Regions from separate parts of the Mus musculus genome. Here all the other regions are linked to region 3. A link is a contact called in public promoter capture Hi-C data. All regions are on one chromosome and are shown on one strand. Each heading gives the region's core, a stretch centred on a gene start, on an enhancer-like site or on the middle of the called end of the contact. The rest is flanking DNA. Distances are from core to core; before and after follow the strand shown.

What was found. Promoter capture Hi-C pulls out the DNA fragments that hold promoters and counts their contacts.
Region 1: a contact with region 3 is called in a promoter capture Hi-C map of cranial neural crest. The contact joins the promoter of Sh2d4b here to the promoter of Ccser2 in region 3. A contact is called at or near these places in 2 of 39 promoter capture datasets (cranial neural crest and pre-B cells).
Region 2: a promoter capture Hi-C map of pre-B cells shows a contact between it and region 3. The contact joins the promoter of Prxl2a here to the promoter of Ccser2 in region 3. A contact is called at or near these places in 4 of 39 promoter capture datasets (cranial neural crest, liver, maxillary cranial neural crest and 1 more).
Region 4: a contact with region 3 is called in a promoter capture Hi-C map of pre-B cells. The contact joins the promoter of Tspan14 here to the promoter of Ccser2 in region 3. A contact is called at or near these places in 2 of 39 promoter capture datasets (cranial neural crest and pre-B cells) and 4 of 484 Hi-C or Micro-C datasets (the Ba/F3 cell line, the MNK3 cell line, natural killer cells and 1 more).

Annotation. Positions count from the first base shown.
Region 1 is chr14:40,891,463-40,894,751 of GRCm38.p6, reverse strand. Sh2d4b (SH2 domain containing 4B) reads left to right here and starts at 1,438. Exons shown (of 8, transcript NM_177816.4): 1 at 1,438-1,970. The coding sequence starts at 1,787.
Region 2 is chr14:41,011,495-41,015,111 of GRCm38.p6, reverse strand. It overlaps Prxl2a (peroxiredoxin like 2A), which reads left to right and starts at 1,279. Exons shown (of 6, transcript NM_027464.4): 1 at 1,279-1,414.
Region 3 is chr14:36,966,605-36,970,170 of GRCm38.p6, reverse strand. It overlaps Ccser2 (coiled-coil serine rich 2), which reads left to right and starts at 1,407. Exons shown (of 11, transcript NM_027045.1): 1 at 1,407-1,629.
Region 4 is chr14:40,965,311-40,968,437 of GRCm38.p6, reverse strand. Tspan14 (tetraspanin 14) reads left to right here and starts at 1,542. Exons shown (of 9, transcript NM_145928.2): 1 at 1,542-1,662.

The sequences.
Region 1 (3,289 bases), core at 189-2,688, 3.9 Mb before region 3:
GGCGGAACCGCCCCCTTAGTGTTCCAGAAATCTGACACAGCCCGTGGCTGGGTCAGGTTCACGTATTTGGTATCAATTGGCCTCCTGCCCCACTGACCTGGGATTGCTAGGGAGCGCTCCTCCCCCGCAAACAGAGCCTCAGTAGCACTAATGGAGTAATTTCTCCTATTCGTTTACAAATCCCAGGACGCCACTGCTTTCAAAGGCCTGGAACCATTCCTCTGCTTTTAATAGTGTTTTCTCTGCCTTCTATCCTGTTCTTTTAAGAATCTGGGGACACAGAGGCTAGATGTCCTTCCTGCCTTTGGTTCACCAGTGTCCCAATTTGCTTCCCTATTGCCTGGGATAAAACGCCGACCAAAACCGGCTTGAGAGAGGAAAAGGGACTGGCCTGAGAGGAGGGTGTCTGGCTGCCACATTCGTTTTTGACCCTGTGGGCTTAACTGGAGAGACTCCGCTTGGTTCTGCTTACTTTTGTGTCAGTCTTGCAGAGAGAGACAGATTCAGACTCCGGGTCTCTACCATTTCTCTTGGTTTCCGGATCCCTCTTCCATCCCTAGGGAAGTGGAGAAACTGATACCACCAATCCAACCTGCTCACAGTGCCAGATCTTGCCTGTTTTCTCCGGATAGGGTTGCAGCTTTAAACTACGAAGAGGATGTCAAATTTGAAATCTGGGTGGAGCGCTGCTGCGGCAGCCTACTGGCTGCATAGCCCGAGGCATGCACTACCTTCCTGGGCTTTCCTGTCTGGATAAAAGGACACCTATGAACAGCTCTGCAAGCAAGCTTATTAGAAAGGGAGCCTCGGGTCTCAGCAAGAGCAGCTCCTACCCACCTCAAAGCAGAAGCCTGGACATTTGTATTAAAGCAGACTAGCAAGGACTTGGACAACAAAGATATCAACAACAACCTCCCAAATGGCCCACTGGGGAGGCCTGTCTTTAAGCACATGCAGAGTTTAAAAGTCTGCTCTAGGGAAAGGAAATGATGTCATCTTTATGGTCATGAGCACTGTGGTAAGGTAATAACCCCTACATTTCTTCTACTGATTCCATTTTGTTCGCCAGTTTGAATCCAAAACAGATAGGAGGGAAGGCATTTCCTCCCCAAGGCACTTTAAGAAGTAATAACATTATCTTCCAGGTGCCCTGAAATGAGGAAGGTTGCTCATGGTGAAGCAGATACAGTTGTGGCACCTGGGGTCCCAGAAGCTTTTGAAAGTTGCATAGGCCTCTGACATTGGCTCAAAAGACATGGAATTAGTAGGCAAACAACTTCTTCCCCACCCCCTCTTATCTGCAGGGGAGGGATCAGTTCTCAGCTGGCCGGGCCAGTGTCACTGATACAGCTGGTGTCATTGTTACCTTCCACTAACAGATCACTCGACACCTCCCGACCCAGGTGGATTTGGGTCTGAGCAGATGTTTGGAGCCTTATTGTTGTAGAAACCCCAGGTGAAGCCACAACACTGCTGAAATGTGGTAATTTAATGATAAGTGATCTTAATAGGAAGCCAGGACTAGACAGCTCTCTGCCTCTGCTACCTCTCAGAGCCCCTTGGTTCTTGCTGCTTGGGTGAATAATGCTGTCCTGGCCGATATGAATCCATCATTGGCTGGGAGCTGAGACAGGACAAAGATGCTGTCCAAGGAGAGGTCATCTGGAGTGACTCCAAAGTGAGGAGCTAGGGCAGAATTGGCTCAAGGCGCTGGCCTGGCCCAGGGATCTTGTGTAGCCTTGGAGTTCTGACTGGCTGCACTCCGGTGTGCGTCCCCCACAGCATCATGCTGCAGCAGATCCTGCAGGACATGTACATCGACCCGGAGCTGTTGGCCGAGCTCAGCGATGTGCAGAAGCACATCCTCTTCTATAAGATGCGAGAGGAGCAGCTGCGGCGATGGAGGGAACGGGAGGCGTGGGATGCCCTGGCTCAGGCAGAGGGCCTGAGGCCCGCAAAGGTCAAGAGAGGTATGTGGCTTGGGGGTGGGGGTGGGGGGCGGGTCACCAAATCTTAACTAATAATGAGAAAGTTAACGAGTCAAGGCTGGGTTCTCCTTTCGTATGGGCACTAGTGTGATAAAGACTGGGGATTTGGAAGCCTTGTGCTGGGGCCTTTAGTCCCACTAGCTTGGGTTTCCAACCAGGATTATAGAAGAATGTGGCAGGGACTATGCAGGACTCAGATGGGCTGGGGAAGTGTAGACTTCCTCACTTCAAAGAAGGCGCTGTGGAATCTGATGCTTGACAATTGCATGGTGCATAACAGAGACCATTGTCTTCTTTCTTTTTCTGATTCTGGGAATTGAGTCTGAGGCTTTGTGTACTCTACTAGTAAGGTATATGCCCAGACCAAGGGCATATTCTCTACCCTTGAAAGACCCACAAAGTGAGGACTCTCCCACGTTCTGACTCAGGAGAGGCGACACCCCAAAATCCCCCACAAGAAACGGTCTTGTTGCAAACTGCAAGAGGATTTTTATTCAAGAGCGCTCTCCGGCCCACAGTCATACACCACGCAGGGGTAGAGGACCACGGCGGCCCGAGTAGCTGGGTAAGGGGGTATTTAAAGGAAGAAACCACAACTCAAGGAAGTGGGGAGGGCGTTGTTGGAAGATACCAAAGATACCAGTTAAGAGTCACAAGGAATACCTGGTAATTGTTAACTCTCAAGACAGCTTCTAAGAGCCCCTAACTATAGCACATTTGCATTGCAGGTTCTGGTAATGGTCAGGGTGACTTTCTTTGAATGAGCACTCTTTGAACCCAGGAAGTGGGTGGGTGGAGGAATGTCGCTATCTGTTTTATGATTAGCATACCTTTACAAAGGCCACATTCCCAAGCCTGGGCCTAAAGGCCTAGAATTCTGTTTTTACTTTGTTATACTTTCACCCTCAATAGCAGTTCTAGTCAGAATACATTGAAGATAACTAGGTCCTTCCTCCCTGGCATATAGACTCTGATTCTCAGCTTAGGTCTCTACTCTATATCACAGCCCACAGTGTACTCCACAGCCCACGTCTTCATGTGAGAGGATGCTGTGGGTTGTGTTTATAGTCCCACTGCGCATCTGCCAGAAGGATGCCAGAAAATTTCCTCGCATAATGAGTCATCATCTCCAAATGGCAATAGCAACTTCCGGCAAGAAGCAAAGACCCAACCTGTCTTTCAGGTACTTTATATTCAAAGTCATTTGTCAGTTAAAGCCATGTACTGGGGCTAACAGACCTACTTGGGACCTCTAGCCAGCATCAGGTGTGCTAAGGCACCTTGCACATTCTAGATTCTGC
Region 2 (3,617 bases), core at 30-2,529, 4.0 Mb before region 3:
AGGTTCTGAGTATCAGAAGTACATCATTCCGATCTATCAGGAGGCACAAGGACTCTGCTCTTTCCCAGCTGTCAGATAACGCGTATTTGTCTCTGTTTACCATAGGGTGGAAAGTTAGTTGACTGCTGGAATAGCTAATTTTATGTCAACCTGACACAAGCTGGAGTCTGGAGAGGAGGGACTGAGAAAACGCCTTCATAAAATCAGAATGTAGGCAAGCCACCAAGCAGCACCCTTCCACAGTCTGTTTATCAGCTCTGTTGCCAGGTTTCTGCCCTGTTTGAGTTCCTACCCTACTTCCTTCAGAGATGGGCTATGATGTGGAAGTGTAAGCCAAATAAGCCCTTTCCTCTCCAATTGGTTTTTGCTCGTGGTATTTCATCATAACAATAATAACCCTAATTAGGGCAGCTCCTGACTACCTACATAACAGGAAAGCAGGGCGGGGTCTCCATCCCCATCCCCCACCCCACCCCCTTTTAACTTTTTGTCTAGGGTAACACACAGTTCTACAAGATAGTAAAATAAAAACTGTCTTACCCTCCTTAGTCTCTTGAATTTGTTATTACATAGCAAGAGTCTTGCTTCTTACAGTGAGAAACATGAGGGGAAGGTAAAGATGTACTAGGACAGCCTAGTCCTCTGGCCAGGTGTCAAGTCCCACACAGGTGGATACCCCCAATGCACACAGGACAGATGACCACTTCTGACCAGCGTGCCTGTCTGGCTGCTGTAATACTTCTTTGCAAACTGCTCTGTGATCTCTTTCTGACTGTCTCCCACTCCCCCACCTTTAACTATTCTGTGAGTTAATCCTGTTTCTTTTGACTACAGCTTTGATACGACAGTAATGAACACTTATTACAGGAGTGAGAAAAATGGGTAAAAGCCAGGCATGGCGGTGCACGCCTGTGATCCCAGCCCCTGGGGAACTGTGGCAGGAGGATGAACAATTCCAGACCAGTCTGAGCTACATTAAGCAACCAACCACGTTAGAGTATTAAGACAAGCCTGTCACAGGGTTGCTCAAAGAAGCTAGAGGAGCTGGTATTATCCTTAGAGCCAGTTCTCAGCTGGTTTTCTTCATTCTAATAACCAGCATTTGGGGGTGAAGATGGACGCTGGGACATCTACCCCACAAAGCCACGCTAGTTCCAAACTAGCTCCGTGGAAATCAGCGAGCAAAGAAGTGCCCGAAGGCGACCCAGTTCTACCCAGTCCCCAGTCTGGAGCTGCGGGGGCGTGTCTGTCACGTGAAAGTGGCGTGGTGGCGTAGGCGCTGAGCTGCGCAGGCGCGGGGAGACCTTAGTCTCACCCGCCCTCAAAACTGCACTACAACCGAGGAGGCACCTGCGTCCGCTGGCGCAGCTCAGGGGCCAGTGAGGTCCACGGAGGCGGGGTCCTTGGGGCGCAGGTGAGGATCGAGGCAGGCCAGGGACCGCGGAGACTAGATGCTGGATAGAGGATGTGACCCGATCCTCTCCAGGTACCGCTCTCCGATGTGCCCTCAGCCCACCACAGCGATCAGGACAGACTCCACGCTTGGGGCCCAGAGACCCCTGTCCCGGAATGGCGCTGGCGGCACCCAGCAGTCTGAATCGTTGGGACAGAGGACAGAAAAACTCTTGCCCACCCAGATGTTTGAATTGTTGGGACAGAGAACTGAAGGAAAAAAAAAAAAAAACAAAAACGTTTGCCCACCTCTCAGGAAGGGGCATCCACCCAACATGGGCTAGGCTGAAGGCTGCCAGGGGTGGCCGTGGCTATCCAGTTTCGGTATTGGGGTGTCCTGTGAGGAAGTCTCTGAGATACCTGCTCCTCCTTCTCTTCTAAGGGTTACAAACCTTTGCCTTAGAAAGCTCCGTTGTAAATTTCAAACCGCTGCTGAGGTGTGGTAATGAGATAATCAGAGCTCCAGGACAGCCCATCCTCCGAATTGTTAGGTTGTTGGAGTTGGTGAAAATGGCCCAAGGGAGAGCAAAGTTAAGGTCCAACCTGGCAGGGTTTGCATGGGAAGGTGACAATCCGAGTCTCGCTGCCACCGTGCCTCCAATGTTTTCACAGCCCTGTTACCTAGATTTTTGGTTTTATTTTTACTTCAACATTTCTTGTCTTGGAACTTGGTAAATGATTTATGTGAAAAGAAAATACTCATTGGATGTTTTGTTTCGAGACAGGGTTTCTCTGTGTACCTCTGGCTATCCTGGAACTCATTCTGTAGACCAGGCTGGCCCCAAACCCAGAAATCCTCCTGCTTGTCATGGAGCCCTGCTAATAGAATCTGGGTCCTCACAAGATACTCATCAGAAAATCCTTTGTTTCAAATATTTGGGGTGATCAATGAGTAATCCAGAAATAAGTAAGAATTTAACATCTCTGGCAGTCTTTGCAAAGAGCTTATAGCATCTTCAGTGATTCATCTCTGTAGAAGGTGATTAGGAAATTGTTCCCATTTTGCTAATGTGAAACATGGCTGGTCCAGGCTCATGCAACTTGGTTCTTCTCGTCCGACCTTTCCTTGGTGTCCTTCCTTATAAGGGATGGCATTTACCTGAGACCCTTTGTGTTGTCCCTGAAGGGGTACAAAGCACTCTACCCCACCTCTTTCCCCTTTTCTTCTTGAGGGGGTGGGCCTTATGTAGTTCAGGGTAGCTTTGAATTTCCCGGAGGCTTTCTTTGAATTTGCAGTCCCCCTGTCTCTGCCTCCTGATTGCTGGGATTGCAATGATCATTTCAAGCTTGTGTGGCACCAGAAGGTTTGTTTGGTGAGGTCTGGAATTTTAAGGTGCATACGATTTCATTAGTATCCCAGATTAAAAGCAACTCTCCTGCTAGTTGGCTATCTGCTTCTTTGAAATGCTAAGCTCAGAGTCTGCTTGGACAGAGTCTTAATGTGGCAGGACCTGTCCAGCGTTGCTGTGGAAGAAGCCAGCCTCACCCATGAGCTCTTTGGCCCTTGCCAAGGCAGATTGAAGTTGAGCAGTAACCTTTGCCTTTGGCACTACCAGGAGCAGTTGTGGGAGAGCCAAAGAGTTAACTCAGAGTATGTGCTGTGGAGAATGTGGACGTAAGGCAGGACTCCCCCGGGCCTGGAACTTTCACCCAGAAAGCTGACTTGCAGTAACACTGCTGGAGAAATTGTTCTATTCTTTTTTGTTGTTGTTGTTGTTGTCTGTTTTACCTTCCTAGGACAGTGAGTGAGTTCATCTGAACCCTGCAAAAGATAAAGACCACCCAGTGAGGTGGCCTATGCCTAAAATTGCAGCACTAAGGAGGCTGAGGTAGGAAGGTGGCAAGTTCTAGGCTATCCTAGGCCTTTCCTTTTTAAAAAAGGAAAAAGAATAAAGAAAATGAAAACCATAACGAAGCATTTCCAGTTTCCTAGAGCGCTGCTGTGTTTCATGTTGGTCTTCTCCAACACGTGCCACCACTGGATGCAGCTTGATTTTTAGAAGATCTTATGGTGATAAGCAAGAAAACGGTCTCTGGGGGCCAGAATGAGAGTTAGGATTTGGTTGCCGGAACCCAGTGTTTTTTGGACATTTGTCCTCATCTTCCTGTCCATAATATTCATATGACTTGAGAGAACGGGTCTTCTAAGCCAAGGCAAGAGGCTG
Region 3 (3,566 bases), core at 158-2,657:
CCCAGATTCTTTATAGAGCCTATTGGAACAGTTGCATCTTGCCTAGCTCCCAAGGACAAGCTGTGGAGAGCCACTTCTTTTCCATCTCTCAATTTAGATTGTAGCGTAAAGTCCAAAGCATATTTAGCAACCTCATCGCATGAGTGTTGTGTTTGAATCTGAGGTCTGGAACTGGTGTTTGCTCTCTTAATGATTTACTTAATCTAAAAAGAAACATACTGCATGAAGCCCTAGTCTTTTCCAGCACTTTAAAGATACACATTATCATCCACAAAATTAAGTCTCCCTATCATTATTCTATTGACCAATTAAAGAGACAAGTAATAATGAAACAGGTAAAAAGGAAATTTACTCATTATGGCCACATAGGGAATTGGAGGAAGCAAAAGGGTACAGTTATCACCAAGTCCACCGTCAGGAGTACTGACCAGAGGTTTAAGTCTATATAGAGAGCTAGAGATAGTTGTAAATTGAGCACTCCTGCCTGGTTAAGGTGTGATAGGACTGACCTAGCACTGTTTCGGCTCACTCCGGTCTATCTTGCAAAGTGGTCTGAGAAGTTGTCAGAGCTACGAATCCTGGGAGGCAAGCTCCTTCTCTGGATAGCGCTAGGCCTTCAGTGTTGTTTCCATTTCTCCAGGATGAAAATACCTAAAATTTAAAACATTATTTGGAGTATAATGTTTCAACAGTCTGATGGCCTGAGGGGCGCTAGTGTCTCCTCCCCTACCACAGTGGTTATGTTAGTGGTCTGGAGGACAGGTGGAGACTTTCCAAGTTCTCTTTCAATATTATTAATTTCAGTTGAGCTGTTAGGGCTAGTGAGGAGACTAGGCAGTCTAGGGTCAGATAAATATCACCGTCAATGCTTTTAATAGACAGCCAGATACTGAAGGCTTTCATGATGGTGACTCTCAACGACTTGTCTGACCATCTAGGAAGGAGGGAGAGATGGCATTTGGAATGGGATTGGGATCCACAGCCTCATAAAATAGCTCCAATTCTCAGCTCTCAGTGTTTTATCGCAATCTCCGCTCAGATTCAGTATGCACGGCTGAGGCATAGCCAGCCACAGTCAGGCCAAAACAAGACGTAAAGTGGGGAAGTCATGCTTGCTCCAGTGTTCAGATCACTCCTGTCAGACTGGAGCCGGAGCTGACAGGTTTGGTTGTGGTCAAGCTGCACATTTGAATCCAGCCAAGAGACCGGAGTGAAAGGTTCAAGCCAGGAAAAGACCTGAGTCAGGGGGTAAAAAGGCAAGGTCAGTGGATCAGGGCGGAGCCTGCGAACGGCTGGCGCGAGGTTGGGGCGGGCCCGGAGGCGGGGTCTAGTCCAGTGAGACTCGCGCCTGCGCAAGGACAGACCGGGAGGCGGGGCCGCGCACGCGTAGTGCGAGGGCCCTGGAGGGCGGAGTCCAGGAGGGTGCCGGCCTAGGGAGGGGGCGCGGCGTCGGTGAAGTCCGGCGCTCCCGCAGGCCGAGGAGGCGATGCTGGCTGCTGCGGGGCAGGCGGCTGGACAGACCGGGATGTGACGGAACTGCCTCTCGCCTCTCTCCCATCCTCGGGCGGGCAGGTCGCTGGGCGACCGGCAGCCGGGCCGCGGCCGAGGAGGCAACGCGACCTCCGCACGGTGAGAGTCGGGGGTCAGGGCCGGGGTCTCGGGGCGCCCGAGGCTGCCTGGCTCCGGGGCGCAGCGCGGGCGGACGGAGGGCCGGGTGTCCTTGGCCAGCAGCGCTCTGGGACGACCCTCGGAGCCCCCGCCCCCTCTCCCGAGCCGCCTGCTGTGCAGCGGGCAGGCCGGATGCCCCTGCTCGGTGGTGCTGTGACGGGAAGGGGCCGCGGGATGCCCGGGCTGCAGCCTTCCTGCACCGGGAAATCAGGGCGAGGCAGAGATGCCCTGGGATTTCAAAGCCTGGATGCTCGCGTTGGTGAGGGAAAGTACCTGAGAGCCCGGAATGAGTGGGATTTTTTTTTTTTTTTTTTTTTTAAATCACTGAGTCAAAACAAAGACACGCCCTAAAACACGTCTTGAGAACTTTGGTGGATTACGGGGCGTCTGTAGGTTCAGGTGCTTTACGCCCCTCCTCTCCCTCTTTTGGACGTCTATTTTTATACATTTTTTTTAAAAATGTACCTACTTTCTTGACAAAGTAAAGGGAGGGGGCAATCCATTTGAGGTGGTCGTTGCTCGTAAAGCCTGATTTTGAATTTCAATAATTGCAAATTCATCTTTGCTGGCTACCTAGCCAATTAGGTTTGCTGATCATAAAATAGGCCTTAGCCATGGAAATGACTAGTGCACAGACTCTTCGCCGTTCAAGATTGGAATGCCCTGTTTCACTTAAGGAGAGAGAAAAACCAGGTGGTTCACGCCTTTATCCTGGCATTCAGGACGCAGAGGCAGGTGGATTTCTGTGAGTTCCAGGCTAACCTAGTCTACATAGCAAGCTTCAGAATAGCAAAAACTACCTGGACCTTGTCTCAAAAAACCCAAGCTGGGGGAGGACGGTTATGAATGAGAATAAGCATTTACCTTTTTTTTTTTTTTTCAGAGTAGCCGTTTGAAAAAGCATTTTTTTTGGGGGGGTCAAGAACATTAAGTATTAGTGAGACATATGTATTTAGACAGTTGATTAAAGTATCATCATTTAGATTAAAAAACTGGAATCAAATTTAATGCAAAGGATAACTATAAAGTATGCGTTAAAATGTATAGTGTATAATTGGTAAGGGATGTAAACGTTGATGAAGGGTTTGCATTGGATGAAGTCAGTCTTCTTTCCAGACTTTATTAATGTTTGTCTCTCTTAATTTGTTAGAGTGCATTGCTCTTCTCTTATATGGTGGTTTTCTTCCTTGTTCTCAGCAACACTGACCTCAGTCTCTAGGTTAAAAATACTTAACAACCCTTAACCTGTAATTTGTTCTGTTTCTTTAATACGTCATAACAAGAAAGCCAGAAGCCGCCCTTCGCGCAGGAACTTTTTTATTCTACCTTCCCTCAGGTAGAATCTTTTTGCTTGTTGCCATATTGCTTTTACTATTGTGGGTGAAGAAGAGAATTTTAATTTCATGGTTAGAATTCCTTCAGTCTTTTCCAGTTTCTGGTGCTTGTCTGCGTTCTCGTTTCGTCTACAGTTACACATGTCCTCTCCATGGGACTGTTTGCAGTTCACAGACGATGGCATCTTCCTTTGTTTCCTGGGTCCAGAATTGTCTTCCTAGTAAACATCTTGCATCCCCGCTAGAGCATTGAGCTTGAGTCTTGTCTGGGCATTTCATCTCTTGTTTTCACTGCTCCAGCAGCACCAGGCCACGCTGCACTGAGCAGTTCATCAATTAGGAGTTAACGATTTGCTGATATAGGTCTTCCCCAGGCTTCTGAGTTTCTTCTTATGTTTGCTGCTACAGCACATACTGCTAAAATCTATTTACTCAGTGCATTTTGAGGAAAGGGTCCAGGCTTGAGTGCAGATTTAAGATAAGCTAAATATGTTTGGACTCTCTTAGTACCAGAAAAATTGGAAGAAAAAAATCAGTATTTTAAAAAAATGACTTTTAGAGAAA
Region 4 (3,127 bases), core at 293-2,792, 4.0 Mb before region 3:
AGCGTGGCTCTTATCAAAGCCTTGGCACCTCTGCTCTCCACTTGTACTTTCTGGACCAACTGCCACCCCTACCCCCCACCCCCTCTTCTAACTCTTCACTCCTTTGCTTTCAGTTTCAACATCAATCTCTCTCTCACCTTTCCCTTCCACATGCTCACTTTATCCCTGGGCTTTTGTCTTGTCTCAGCATTGATTTCATCTTGAAATGATTTGTCTTTTCTACTAAACAGTAACTATGTGGAGGGAGAGGTTTCAGGCTGCTGCACTCCCCAGGATAATTCAAGACCTGGTGCCCACACATCAGACACCCAATCATGCATTTTGGTTAGTTAGAGGTGACAATATGGACAGGTTTCCTTGCCAGAGAGGTCCTTGAGCTATCTGGCATATTCTAGAAACAGGCTACATCCCCATTGTTAAATAACCACAACTAGCAGCAGAAAGGTACATTCTATTTCCAGATTTTCTTTTTCTCTTTACAATGAACTTAACCTGTTGGCTGCGTGTGTTAAAAACATAGCCCCAGTCTTATGCCACTTTTGTATAGCCCAAGAGGAGCAGATCTGTCCCTCAGCTCCCGCAAATCTACACGAGTTTACCAAGCAGGACAAGGTTATGCTTTGCTCTATTGACAAGCAGATCTAGGCTGGGACGAGATCGGCCTTTTTATCACAGCAGTGTGGACAGCACTGTAAATCTATCTGCCTGTCCTGTGACCTTCCACTTCCAAGAATCAGCCCAGCCATCTCCTCAGCATAAAGGTGATGAGCAAATCTCAGCAGGACATCCAAAGGAAGCTTGGTATTTTTAGCACCGAGACTGGAAGGAGCGAGTGTTTACGGCTCAGCTGTAAAGAAATCTCAACCACCGTTTCTAGAAAACTACCCGCACACACTGGCTCCCAAGGCTGGGCAGGAATGCCTTCCATCTTAAAACCAGCCATTTCACCAATCTTCTTCCACCTCTCAGCCACCTCGAGCATCCCTTGACACAGGCATCTTGTAACTCGCATTTCTCCCTGGCTCGGCTCCCGCCGGGTTAAGAGCTAATACCAGAGGAGCATTTGCGCGGCGTAACTTGGCCGAGCGCTCAACTCTGCGGCCACAAGCGATCGACTTCGCCAGCGTCCGGGAGCCACAGAGAGGGCGGAACCGGGTAAATCCCGTTTGGGGCACCGCCCAGAGCCGGACAAAGGGGCGGGTCAGCGATCCGCCTCATTACCTATGGATGACCATTTGTAGGGCGGGGTGCACGGTAGGGGGTGGAGCACGGCGACCCGGGGGCGGAACACAGGCGGGGCGTAGAGAAGGCGTGGTGATCAATGTGGGAGGGGCAATCAGCGGTGGGATGTGGGCTGATAGCACAGTGGGGCGGAGCGAGCGGTGAGAGCCAGGCCTGGGTGGGGGGGAGGAGCGAAAGATGGGGCGGTTCCTGCATGGGGAGGAGCAAAGAGCGGGGGCGGGGCTTGGGTGCGCCAGACGCACTGGGCGGCTGAGCGGTGCGAGGAAGCGGCGCCTCTTTTTTCGCCGCGGCCCCGCCCCTCCGCGCCCCGCCCCCGCCGCTCGGACGGCCCGAGTCGCGCCCTCCCGCTCGGAGCTGCTGAACTTGCTCTAACTTCCTCGGCCAACCGGGCCGTGCTGCCGCCGCTGCTGCCGCGCCCGGGTAAGTAGAACGCGTGGCCTCGCTGAAGCGTCGGGCCTGTCTTTATTGTCTCGGGCCGGCCCTCGTGAGCGTCCTCTCGGGACAGCGGCTGCTCCCCGCGTTCCTGCTCGGCCCCTGGACTCCCTTGGCTGGCGGGGGCGGCCCCGCGGGTGGCGCGGGCTTTGTCTGCTGAGACCGCCCGCGAGCTCTGGAGGCCGCGGCCGGGACCCCGCTGAGCCGAACTGGGGCGCTGTATCGAGTGGGAGGCGCGGCGGGCTACCCGGAAGGTGTGTCTGCTCCCGGCTGCTGCCTGGGCTCTGTCGGTCCTCACCTGCGAACCCAGCGGAAGGCTCTTTATTCAGCTCCGGTCCCGGATGAGGGGACGGTCGCCCAGCCCCCACCCACCCTGAATGTGCACGCTGTCGCGGGGTCCCACGCTGTCCGGCAAGAGTTTAAGGAGGTGGCGATCCTGGCTTCTCGGTGCTAGTCGCTAAAGGCTGTGTTTGGGAGCAGAGCCCGACCCCTGACCTAGCCCGAGGTTTGGCCAAGTTGTGATTCTGGCTCAGCCTAGGTTGGAGCTCCTGTATTCCCTTCCCTCCCGGGCGTGCAGTGCAGAGGGTGGGCAGAGTGCACATTTGGGGACTTCGGCCCCTGAACCACTGAAACTCCTGTCTGGAGGACTGAAACTTGGTCTCCAGTGAGAGGCAGTCAGAATCCTCAGAACTCAGTGTCTTCAGCCAGTGCCTGCCCGGAGCTGGTTGCAGAGCCACGGTGACTGTATCAGGACACTGGTGTTCTGGGACATCGAGATGTGTTGGGCAGCGTGTGCAGGACGCTGGGCTGGAGCCTGTAGCAGGTGTGATCTCAGCTCTCTAGGTGGTCACCCCAACGGACTGGTGGATTTAGGTCAGTTGCCTGCCAAATCCTACACAGTTGTGGCTGTCAAGGGACAGTTTCCACACAGCCCCTTGGCTTCTGAGTAGAAGTTGGTGCCTGCTGAGTGCTTCCTTATTTATGAAAGGAAATCTGGGGCCCCACATTCTAACAGCTCAGAGGTTGCTGGAGACACCCTTTCTCTCAAAACTCCTCCTGGGCCCTAAAACCCTTAGAATGAAGCCCAGACTTCTGCTCTCTGGCTCCTCCCTTAGCTGTCCCCAAGTCTTTTTTTTTTTTTTTTTTTTTTTTTTTTTTTGGTGTCAGGGTCTTGTGTAACCCAGGGTTGCCTTGAATTCATGATTCTTCTCAGTCTCTTGAGGTGGAAACCTATGTCACTAGATGTATTTTACCCTTACTGTGTGTTTGTTATACACCTTTAGTTGATGACTGGCTTGATAGCATCCCTTTCTGCATTTCTGGGTCTCCTTCTTGGATCACCTAATGTGTTTCAGAGACTGGGGTGCTCTGGGCTACAGCCCATACTTTCTGGGCTCACATCTGCAAGCCTTGTGTGCTGGGCCTACAGTAGGTGCTCAGTGGTAGTTATTGA